Linked DNA regions of Callithrix jacchus: region 1 is linked to region 2. A link is a contact called in public Hi-C data. All regions are on one chromosome and are shown on one strand. The core of a region is the stretch at or near the end of the contact, and the rest is flanking DNA. Distances in the headings are between cores, read along the strand shown.

Region 1 (5,667 bases), core at 1,179-3,678, 48 kb after region 2:
AATATTTCTGGGAAGATTATTATTCAGAAATATCACCTAATCTAGAATCTGTATTCAGATTTACACAACTGTCTCAAAACACTTTGTATGGCTCTTTCCCCCACAGTCAACAATCACCACTCATTCATGGTGTTATTTCTCTTTGGCTTCTTTTAATCTAGGACTATCTGCTTCCAGCCTATCATGTTTGTTTGTTTCTCATGGCATTTATTTTTTTTACAAAAAGAATCTAGGCTGGTTATTTCATCAAATGTTCCATGTTCTAAATTTGTCTGATTGCTCACTGAAGATTTTTGATACAGTTTATTACAAAGCTATGCTGTATACATCTAATCGCATCATATCAGGAGGCACACAATGTCTAATTATCTCATTTTCGGTAAGTTTCATCATTCAGTGACCACCAGATCTCCTTGCTGAGAGATATACTTTTTATTACTCTAAACGACAAGGGAGTATGCTTTCAGACTGAAAGATCCTATTATCCCATGCCCATTCGCCCAGAGGCTTTTGGCCACAACTGAAGATTGGTGCCTGAATCAGTTATCCCACTGAGGTTGCAAAATGGTGATGTCCTAAATTCTACCCTTCTTCTACCTTTACTGTTCAGCATTCTTCTGTAAACAAGGGCTTTCTCATTTGCATCCTACCTTTTTGTAATCTGTACGTTTAATGTCACTATAAACTCCTGAATGTGCTTTGGCTTTCAATGTAAATTCACCTGTTACTATCATTCTCATTAATACCCAAATTGCCCCAGATCTAAGAGTGCCCTCAAGTGGGCTTTGTGTCCTTTTTTAGCATTTCCCCATTGGTCTGAGCACTTCCTTGCTTTCTGACCCAACGATGTTGCAACTCAGCTTATCCTTTTCCTGTGCCTGATCTGAAATCAGTTATTTCTCTTAAGGAGCCCTGGTTCCTTTCAGTGGCTAGTGAGAGTTCGAAACAAGATGAGCTCACTGACACTGGGAAGTCACTACTTCTGCATTAGCAGGGGGGTTTTACTTTTGTTATTTTAAAATGGCTTGATCAAGTTTACAGCTACTGGGGTGCCATGACTTCCGGACATACAGGTTTTTTTACTTTGTTTTATTAAGGACTTTGAGCAGGTATAAAGATTGAAGGGAAGTAGCCTCTAGACAGAAAGAGATGCTAAAAATACTAAAGAGAAAAGCAGTAACATATAGAGTTCAAAGAAAGATTAGAAGGGAGCAGGTGTAAGGCTGCATTTAAAAAATAAAAAGCATGGAGTAAAACAAAACTAGTCCTGGCATGTTTCACACAGTCCAAGGACATCACGAGCATCAAAGTATAGTGTACAGTATACATAGAAACGAGTGTTTAACAGATTTTTTTTTTTACACGCAGAGATTATATCCAAGGAAATAATGAAATGACATCTAACAGCTCCCCTGGGGCAGGGCAAGACATAAGACTATTTTCTTACACTGTACCTAAGTGACTCCTATTGAAATCCATTGGACATGTGAAACATCATCACAAAAGGTCTAAAAAAGACACGTACATTCAACAACAGATCCCAACATGTGAGCCTAGGACTCATAAAAAGTAAAGGTCTTTGACTTTAAATACAACTTGAACACCATCTTCAAGCTACATAAAAATGCACCTTTCACCCTTAAGTCCTACTAAGTTTGCAACTAATACAGTTGCTCCACTGCTGTATGCTCTATTTAATGAAACACGAATTCGTTTAACTGCTCAACTCCTAAGTTACTACCACAGTGTGTTTTACTAAAATCAAAGATCCTTCTAACAGGGATTAATACAGAAAAAAGGGAGGAAACATGTAACACTTTGGGTTAGAAAGTGTATGGGAGTCACTTCTGTCCAGTATTTCTACTCCCACTTAAAATTCTGGATATTTATATTCTTTTCCTTTGGCTATATAAGCCTAATCTTGAACAAACATACAAGTGGTTGATATTTCGCTAAGCAGTTAAAGCTGTTTTTTTCTCACAAATGGAAATCTGTATCCATCTTCACAGCAAAGGATAACTGCTAATGGTCTAAAAGCCCCATGATCTGCAGATCTCAGTACTGCTTGCCTGAGAAATGCAAACACCATCTCAGTGAGGCAAAAAGAGGTCAAGGATTCATTTCCTTGCCTGGCCCCAGGGAATAGGACCACATATTCCAAAACAATGCTGCAGAAGAACAGCCTGGAAAAAATTCAGTAATTCAGGCAACTCAACCCAGTTCCAGGAGAAAAAGGAACTGAGTTATGCAGAGCTTTGTGCCACTCTCATGAAAGATTAGCCTTGTGTATGGACTGATAAATAAGAACTGAAACACTCCGTGCTTCCCACATACGCTCTATTGCTGAGCGCCACTTCCTGTGACCACAACAGAGGGGTCATCAGAAGCACAACCTCTCCCAATTTGTCCTGTGTGCAAGCACCGCTGGGCCACACACTTAAGGAAGCTCAGAGCACTCCACAAAGGGTCTACTGTGCCTGCTGCAGCCCTGCATTTCACTGCAGAAGAGACTTAAACAAACTTGGAGAAGCAGGGGAAACTGTCAGGAGCCTGCCCTGGGGGAAGGACTAGGAGACTGAGTCCCAAAGGCATTTGTTTATTCTGTTATCAGCTGAGTCACTCCCTATATGAGCAATGTTCCCACTGAGTCACACCCTGCCTCACACCAGGTATTTGATTCTTAAGGGAACAGGAACCCCGGAGGTAGCTACTACTTCCCCTTCATTTTAGACATGTAAAAACTGATGCACAAAGGCAGTTAGTAATTATTGCAATATCCTAGCTTTTAAGAAATTGAGTCATGCAGTAGCCAAGGCCCACTGCATCCCACAAGCATGCAGGTAATCATTACGCTGCACTATCTGTCCACTATTCCAAAAGAGCAGTAAATAAAACCTACTTCACATTCCTAGATCTTAGCATATGGATTACTTATTGCTGATGAGTTATTCAATTACAGTTAAGGTTTCATCCCAACAAGAAAGCTCAATTCTCTTCCTGTATCAAAACAATCTCAAATATACCTACCATTAAGGGGCCATTCCAGTGGTTCTCAAGAAAATTTAGATATGTCTGGCGACATGGCTGGGTGCAGAAATCATGGGGTTCTACTGGCATCTAGTGGATACAGGCCAGGGATGCAGCTAAACCACCAACAATGCACAAGACAGCCCATCCACATGAAACTGAAACCCAAAACACAGTCAACAGTGAGTGCCAAGTTGAGAAACCCTGGACTATTCCAAATATTACAGGTGAAAGCTTGCAAGTCCATCCTGACTACCCAGATACAGTCCCTAGGGTAAAGGCTAATAGTGGGTGGCCATTTTCCTGGCCCCCAAAGTTTGGCATTGGGCAAGACTGCATGACCACGTATCCATCGGAAGTCACGAGGTGCCTATGCCACACCTCACCCTCCACTGGCAGCTCCCATGATCCACTTGCATAATCACAAAGTGAAGACAGGCTGGAGTTCTTAGACACGCCCAATATGCCAGACTCCAACTCTGCCACAAGCTCTGCTAAAAGTGTTTTGAGGGAAGTGGTTAGAAAACAAAGACTATGTTTGGACATTATCAGTTTATAATCCATCCTAATCCAGCCCCTATTCTATGCATAATCGAGAGTTGGATCTGTTTGTAGCAGAAATTCAGATTTCTTTTATCTTCATGGGTTGTAAAGTTTGTGAATAGGAAGATCAAGAGGGAATCAACAGAGGGCTGAGTTTATGCTTTGGTAGAAGAGGAAGTTCTTGGGTATCTGCAATTCGGCCTAAGAACATTCAGATTATTTCTAAACGTAAAAACTTTAGCACAGCTCCTCATTGAAAGTATGTGACCACAGCATTCAGCCAATTTTAAGTTATATTAACACATGTTGGTCAATGGATTCTAACTGAAGGTAAAGTCAATGGGTCATAGCAGCAGGAGTTAGGATCAAGTGACCTGATCAAGAGCTCACATCTAATGTCAGAGAAAACTGGCTGAAGGTAACATAGCAGCGAGCAGAACAGCAAACAATGCCATGAGCCCCAGGGGATCCACCTGTGGCATCCAAACCAGATGCAGCAAATCTGGGTTTTTCCATGCAGAAGAGTTTCCACCATTTATAGGTTAATGTCACTTGTTATAATCACCATTCATGATAGTCCGACTCTATAGCTCTCTTTATGTCAGTGGAGATAGAAAGCTGGGTCAAAATTAAAATCAGAAACTCATTTTAAACACTTTTAGAAAATGGCAAATAAAAAGAACATGGCATAGTTCTCTATGCTGCAGTTTCTGGAAAATAACTGAAGAAACTGAAGGCATCCACATCGTGCAGAACCTTAAACTCAGATCAAAAACAATAATATATATTCTCAAGCGTACACACATGCACATTCCTTTCCTGAAAAAATAGAAAATACTGGCTGACTCCTCAAGATGGGACTCCAGGAGAATGTTGAAGGGCCTGTGTACAGAATCACATTCAAATAAAACATGCTGCCTCCACATTCTTTCAGGAGCAAGGGAGCCCTGGCTTGGAGTCAAGCAGACATTAGTCTGAATACTGTCTGGCTATGAGCTAGCTGCCCTTTGATGAGTTATGTAACCATTTTAAGCATCAGTTTCCTCATCTGTAAAATGGTGGTAAAGGTTACTCATTGGCAAGGCTTCATCATGTTACCCAAGATCTTAGGCCATCCACGTTCCCCCACCGTGACAGCATCTCATGGCAGTCTTGATGCCTGTTCCTATAGCTCTCTCACCCCAAAACAACTTCCCTCTTCTTAACCTAGCTAAAACCAACTCATTTGCCAATATTCATTACCACATGCTCCAGGAAGGCTGCCCTGATGTCACCATTCCTGAAGCTAGATATGTGCTCACTCTGTTCCTGTGCTTCCTCCTTCAATGATGGTCCAGTGTCACACCTTGAAGTGTCCCTCTGTTCAGCCTCCCCCTAGACTGGAATCTTCCTGAGAGTTCCCTAATATGTTTCCACAGGGCATGGCAAGCAAGTTCTGATGGCTTTAGTAAGAAAATGAACAAAAGCCTTGGCAAAGGAAGAAATATCAGGGATAAAGAGGAGCCAAAGGTTACAATGTACTTTAGAAACAGAAGATTTCAACAAGGGGAAATCAATGATATCAAATGTTGCAAAGAGGTCAGGAAACAGGATAACTGAGAAAAAGACAACAGACTTAGAAATTAGGTCCCTGACAGCTTCTGAGAAGTGTGGTGAGTGTCAAACATTTAATGCTCTGGGTGATGAAACAAGATAAGGAGGTGGGAGGGTTTCTTCTTCTGAGGGAAGAAGAAAGTGAGATTCTCCTTGATTGAGCCCAGAGAGGGCACAGACAAGAGTGCCCGGGAATGCAGAACAGGGATGAGACAGCCACTGGCAGGATCTGACAGAAAGCTGCAATGGTTTCAGTGTCCCTTTCAAAATTCATTTGAAATTGATTTGCCATTGTGATGGCATTAAGAGGCGAGACCTTTAAGGGATGATTCAATCATGAAGGCAAAGGCCTCGTGAACAAAGTAATGATACTATCACAGAAGCTGGCCCTCTTTTTCCCTCAGTCTTGCATGCTCACTTGCCCTTCCACCATGACGCAGCAGGAAGGACTCACCAGATGCATCCCCTCCATCCTGGGCTTCACAGAATCCAGAACCGTGAGCC
Region 2 (5,803 bases), core at 195-2,694:
CATCTCCTGCAATAAATCAGGAAAGTCTTGAGAGCTGCAGCTTAGAGATGCTGTTCATGCCAAATCATCCATTTAATCAGCAAAATGTTTACATGGAGGACTCTCAATGCACCCTGGTAATAACCAGGCTCTAGCGGCTCCCCCTCATTTCCACTTGTCCTTAAGTTTATTTACCCACCAGAACTCACTGCAGCTGAAGCTAACAAGCCTCTCTGTGCCCATCAGTATTATTAGCCCCTCAATCAAAGCATCAGTGGGGACTACTGGGACCCTCTGGAGATCTGAAGAAGAGTCCCTCTGCCAGGGAGAAATGGAGAACTTCTCTAAACAAGCTCTGCGTCTCACTGGTCTTTGCCAAGGATCAATAGTGACTAGTCAGTGTGTGAGACAGAAAATAAGAAAACACTCTTCATGAAAGAAATAACGTTTTGGGTATGTGTTAGTCCCTACTCCATCTCCAATGTCCAGAACACTGCCTCCTACATAGCAAGTACATGTCAAACAACTAGAATAGTAGCTGGCATGTCATAAGCCAGTGATAATTATTACGACTGCAAACGAATCGTTATATTTTTAAGGCAAGCTGAACTTTACGAGTTGTTACCCATAATTTGCAATCGAACAGCCTAAGTAAACACACTTAAAATGCAGAAGCCTTATAAAGTAGGCTTTTCAGCCCCTTGTTTTCTTTCTTTCTGGTTCAGAGTTACACATTTTGAAGACGACTTTTTAGCCATCTTCTGAGGACTTTCAAATCTAACGGCAGTAATGGTCACTGGGAAAGACATTGGAGCACTGCAGGACATCACCAATTACATTACAGAGCAAAAGGAGTCAAAATATGAAGACTTTCAAAATAGTAACAGACAGCACCAATAGCAAAATGTTAACACACGAGGAGTTTATCTGAAGTCCTACTTGAGATCTATTTATCAGTAGTGTTCAAATATGGGAAAATTAGTGTGAAAAAAATGGCAATGCAACACCTCTTATCTAAAAGATGTCGACATTAGTGTCGAAATGCTTCTTTATTCTGTTAATTCCGCATTTCCAGGTAGCTCCAACCACCCATCTCTGCATGTTAAACTGTGAAGTTGCTAACAATTTCCTCTGCGGGTGCTTCAGAAAGAACCATATCTTACACAGTTCTTACACATCAGTTCTCCACCTCATACCACATGTTGCATTTGACAATGGCAAAGGTTAGAAAACAGGTTGTTGCCTGGTTGAGCACCAGATGATGTGGTGAAAAGCAGGAGGGCAAATAAAAAAGGAGGATTATTTTTGCATTACTGGAGGAAAGGAACTAGCTCAGAAGTCAGCCTGATACCCGCAGAGATGAAAATGTCTTTTCCTTTCTGTTTCCCCATCCTAGTCTTCAATAAGTTCTATCTGACCACAGCTGCAGAGAGACTCACTATCTCGTGGTTTCTGTCAAGTTCCTGATTTTCATCCATAGTTGAAGATGAGCAAGAACTCTCTAACAGTGTTACCTTGGAGCCTACCTTGAGAGTATTTCAAAATGAGTGGTGTGTGACTCTCACCGATGAAGGCCTAGACGCAGGTAAGAAACAGCTTTTCCATGCAATGACTTGTGTGTATGTGAAAGGCGCATGGGAACAGAAAAGATTTCTGAGCTGGGCAGCAACAAGGCTGGGAAACGCTGGGCCATTGCCGCTTATATTTTTCTCAGTAGGTTACTTTTTGTTTGACAACTGTAATTAGCATATTAATATGGGGATCCAATTCTGAAATATTATCATTTATGATTATTTAGGGTTTCCAATCATGGCTGTCAAAATATATCTGTGATGAAGAAATATAAAATATAAATATTTATGAAGACAATATATTTACTTATAAAATAAATATAAAAATTACATATAAATATATACAAATATATTTATAGATTGTATATAAATATAAACATACATATACACAAATATAAATATTTATAAAGATTATATATAAATATATAAACATATTTATAAAGAAAATGTTTAAAAGGTATTCACCCAGGACAAACATTTCAAAAGCTCATAAATGTGTATCAAACTTGCTTCTGAAAACTATAAACTCAATTAGAGTAAAACTTATGTTAATATAAATGTTTTTGTTTGCAGTTGCATATGTGTACAGATATACACTTGCAATTAATTTTTTTTTTTTTGAGACAGAGTCTTGCTCTGTCACCCAAGCTGGGGTGCAGTGGCACGATCTCGACTCACTGCAATCTCCACTCCCTGGTTCAAGCAATTCTCCTACTTCAGCCTCCTGAGTAGCTGGGATTAGACGCACGTGCCACCATGCCTGGCTAATTTTTGTATTTTTAGCAGAGATGGGGTTTCACCATGTTAGCCAGGCTGGTCTCAAACTCCTGATCTCGTGATCCACCCACCTCAGCCTCCCAAAGTGCTGGGATTACATGCATGAGCCACTGCACCTGGCCAGTTACATTTATTTGTACATATATTTATATAGGTAAAAGCTTTTATCTTTGTCATTATTGGGATAAGTTACCCCATTAACATCTAATAAAATGCCTTTAAATTGTAAATCACAAAAATGTCCGGCCTATGCATAGCAAATATGAGTTCATTTGCTACTTACTTATAGTCTATGACTAACCAACTAAATTACTTCTAATACTTTAAACATTATAAATTAAATTACATTCAGGAGAAGCAGCACAGGCTCACAATGTCAGCATTTCAATCAAGCCCATGCAATCCATCTTGTCTATAAATATATATTTTTTAACCAATGACAATCCTATGGAGAAAATGAATCAAAGATCACGCTAGTAAAAAAAATAAATTGTAGTTTGCATATTCAACTTTCTAAAACATACAAACTTGATAATCAGTTTTAGCACTAAAAGAAAAACCTAGCTATTAAGTTAAAAACAGTGCACTCAAAAAATACGAAAATGGCAAATTTTGATTTGTAAACATGCAATACATTTTATATTTCTATAAAACTTATAAATACCATATCTACAAACATGCATACAATGTGCACACACAATTACACACTGGCATATATGCATGAACTATATATTGCCATGTCTGGCACAAAAAGTTGGGGAGGCTGGGCAAGGTAGCTCATGTCTGTAAACCTAGCACTTTAGGAGGCAGAGGTGGGTGGATCATTTGACGTCAGGACTTCGAGACCAACCTGGCCAACATGGTGAAAACCCATCCCTACTAAAAATACAAAAATTAGCTGGGCAGTAGTGGCACATGCCTATAATTCCAGCTACTCAGGAGGCTGAAGCAGGAGAATAGCCTGAGCCCCGGAGGTGGAGGTTGCAGGGAGCCTAGACTGGGCCACCTCAATAGGTGAGAAATTGAGACCCTATCTCAAAAAATAAAAAATAAAACACAAGTGGGGAGATTCCAAGGCATTCAAAGCATGAAGACTCAGGGGAAGTGGGTAGGATGTGAAAAAAGAAGTATAATTTGCTGAGGTGTTAACAGTGCCCACTTCACAGTTGAAGCAGGTACAGAGGGTGTGACTATCCTGAGCAAGGCCACCCAGCTTATCTACCCAGGAGCCTGAATCCTCTCAGCACAGGGAGGATGCCTTCACACCATTCATTGTGGGTGGCTCCTGCAGCCCACAGGATTCCAATCAGCCCAGCCTCACCATAAGTATATCCACTCCCTGCCCTTCCACCCAATCACCATTACCATGTCCTTCAATCTTCTTCAATCCTCTTCCACCATGTATTTTAGAATACTATTTAAAATTTCCTACTATAAAAATGTTTTATCTAGTGCTATGTACATTTAATTTGAGAAAAAGTTATAGCTAAAAGCATGATCGTAATTACTGCTAACATCTTTAAACAGAATACAACTGGGAAGAGGGGACAGGAGTAGGGGGAAAAAGCCTCTCCATGTCAGGACTGCCCCTCCTTCCCATTTCCTTATCTGTAAAACAGCACTGTAAGGATTAAATCAGATAGTATTTGTAAAGTCTTTAACACAGTGATACACCATGTGTTGTTTAACAACAGAGAAACATTCTGAGAAATGCATCGTGAGGTGACTTCATTGCTGTGCACAAATCATAGATTATACTTACATAAACCTAGATGATATAGCACATGCCATTATATAACTCATTATAATCTATGGGACCACAGGTATAAATGCAGTCCATCACTGACCAAGCTGTAATTATGCAGTGCATGACTGTATGTATAGAAAGTATGCAGTAAATGAGGTCTGATATCATTATTGTTTTCACTATTATAAAAACTATATCAACGTAAATGTATATGTAATTAGGTATCATACGATTTAGAAACATAATACAGATATTTCAATACCGTTGTAGATCAAAACAGGCAAAATATAACATAAAACTGGCTAAAATATTGCTTTTCTTTTTTTTTTTTTTTTTTTTTTTTTGAGACAGAGTTTCACTCTTGTTACCCAGGCTGGAGTGCAATGGCGTGATCTCGGCTCACTGCAACCTCTGCCTCCTGGGTTCAGGCAATTCTCCTGCCTCAGCCTCCTGAATATTGCTTTTCAAACTTTAACCCAGATCAGAATCACGGGGAAGGCTTGTTAAAACACAGTTCCCTGGGCCTTATCCCCCTAGAGCTTCTGATTCAGTATGCCTAGGCTGGGGCTTAATAATTTGCATTTCTAGAAAATTCTCAGATGACGCTGAATGCTGCTGGCCTGAGACACTCTTTGAGACCCACTTATCTACTGGTGAATTCCATACTCACATTTTTCGTACCAATAAAACTGTCTACAAGTTCCTCATTCAATCTAAGCTAGTTAATTAGTGAGCAAAGTAATGAATAAACGCCTGAAAATAAAAACAACACTGTATTATCCCCATGATTAAGCATTATGACTAAAAGCAAAAAGAGGGATGATCACAAGATATTTCCTACTATATCTACGATGCCTCTAAAGTGCTGAACAGACGAGTACTGTTCCCCAGAAGGACATTCACCATATAAAATGCTTCTAGAGTGAATTTAGATGTTGAGGCATCCCTAAGGCTAAGGCTCTGAGAACTCAGAATTCATCAGGTTTATTCCATTTGGCTCCAGCAATTCCTTAGAAGTTAATTCAGTAACAGGTGAGCTGTTTTAGCCTCCCAGTGTGAGCAGTCTCTAGAATACCAAAAACAGACCAGTCTAGGAGTTAGGCTGATGCCAACACAAGCATATCCCACCATGAGCATCCTCACCTGCAGAGGGCTGTCTAGTGGAGGCGGATGGACAATAAAGAGCGTTTCCTTCAACTGAAAATCATATTATCAGGACAAGAATGTCAAGTTTGTTTGGGTAGAGCTGTGGATCTCAAAGTGTAGGTCCTAGACCAGCTGAATCAACATCACCAGTGAGCTTGTTAGACATGCCAATTATTAACCCCAAACCTACTGGATCAGAAACAATGGAGGTAGAGCCTAGCAATCTGTTTTAACAAACACTCCAGGTAATTTGTTGCACACTCAGTTCTAGGTGTCCCCATGTCCTAGGAGAGCTCCAGTTTTCAACTGTTGTCCTGGCATAATCGAAAAAAGTACCCCTTTCTATCTCAAAAGTGTGCCTGATTGTACAGTAAACTGTATGATCACCGTGCCAATTCATACTGGATCCTAAGAAGGGGTTTCATAGGTCAGATGCTGTCTAGTGCTTGGGATTTCAAATTAGCTTCAAGTCTGCTGTTATATTCTGGTGCTACACCCATGGCCTCCCCACCATCACCCCACAATGCTAAAAGACACATTGCGTCCTAAAGTCTGAGCAGCACAGCTATATAAATCAATTTCA

What was found. A called contact is a pair of places that touch in the nucleus more often than the background predicts.
Region 1: a Hi-C map of skeletal muscle shows a contact between it and region 2, with 6 times the contacts expected there. The contact joins the enhancer-like site here to the promoter of P2RY14 in region 2. A contact is called at or near these places in 3 of 3 Hi-C or Micro-C datasets (induced pluripotent stem cells and skeletal muscle).

Annotation. Positions count from the first base shown.
Region 1 is chr17:34,003,908-34,009,574 of calJac240_pri, forward strand. All of the region lies in intron 14 of MED12L (mediator complex subunit 12L), which reads right to left. The region is part of intron 1 of P2RY14 (purinergic receptor P2Y14); the gene reads left to right. Among named protein-coding and RNA genes, the nearest start is that of GPR171, 30 kb to the right of the region's middle. Within about 2 kb of position 2,429, at least 6 of the 16 cell types and tissues checked have an H3K27ac peak or open chromatin away from gene starts, as enhancers often do.
Region 2 is chr17:33,957,237-33,963,039 of calJac240_pri, forward strand. It overlaps P2RY14 (purinergic receptor P2Y14), which reads left to right and starts at 1,445. Exons shown (of 3, transcript XM_054247022.2): 1 at 1,445-1,564. All of the region lies in intron 14 of MED12L (mediator complex subunit 12L), which reads right to left.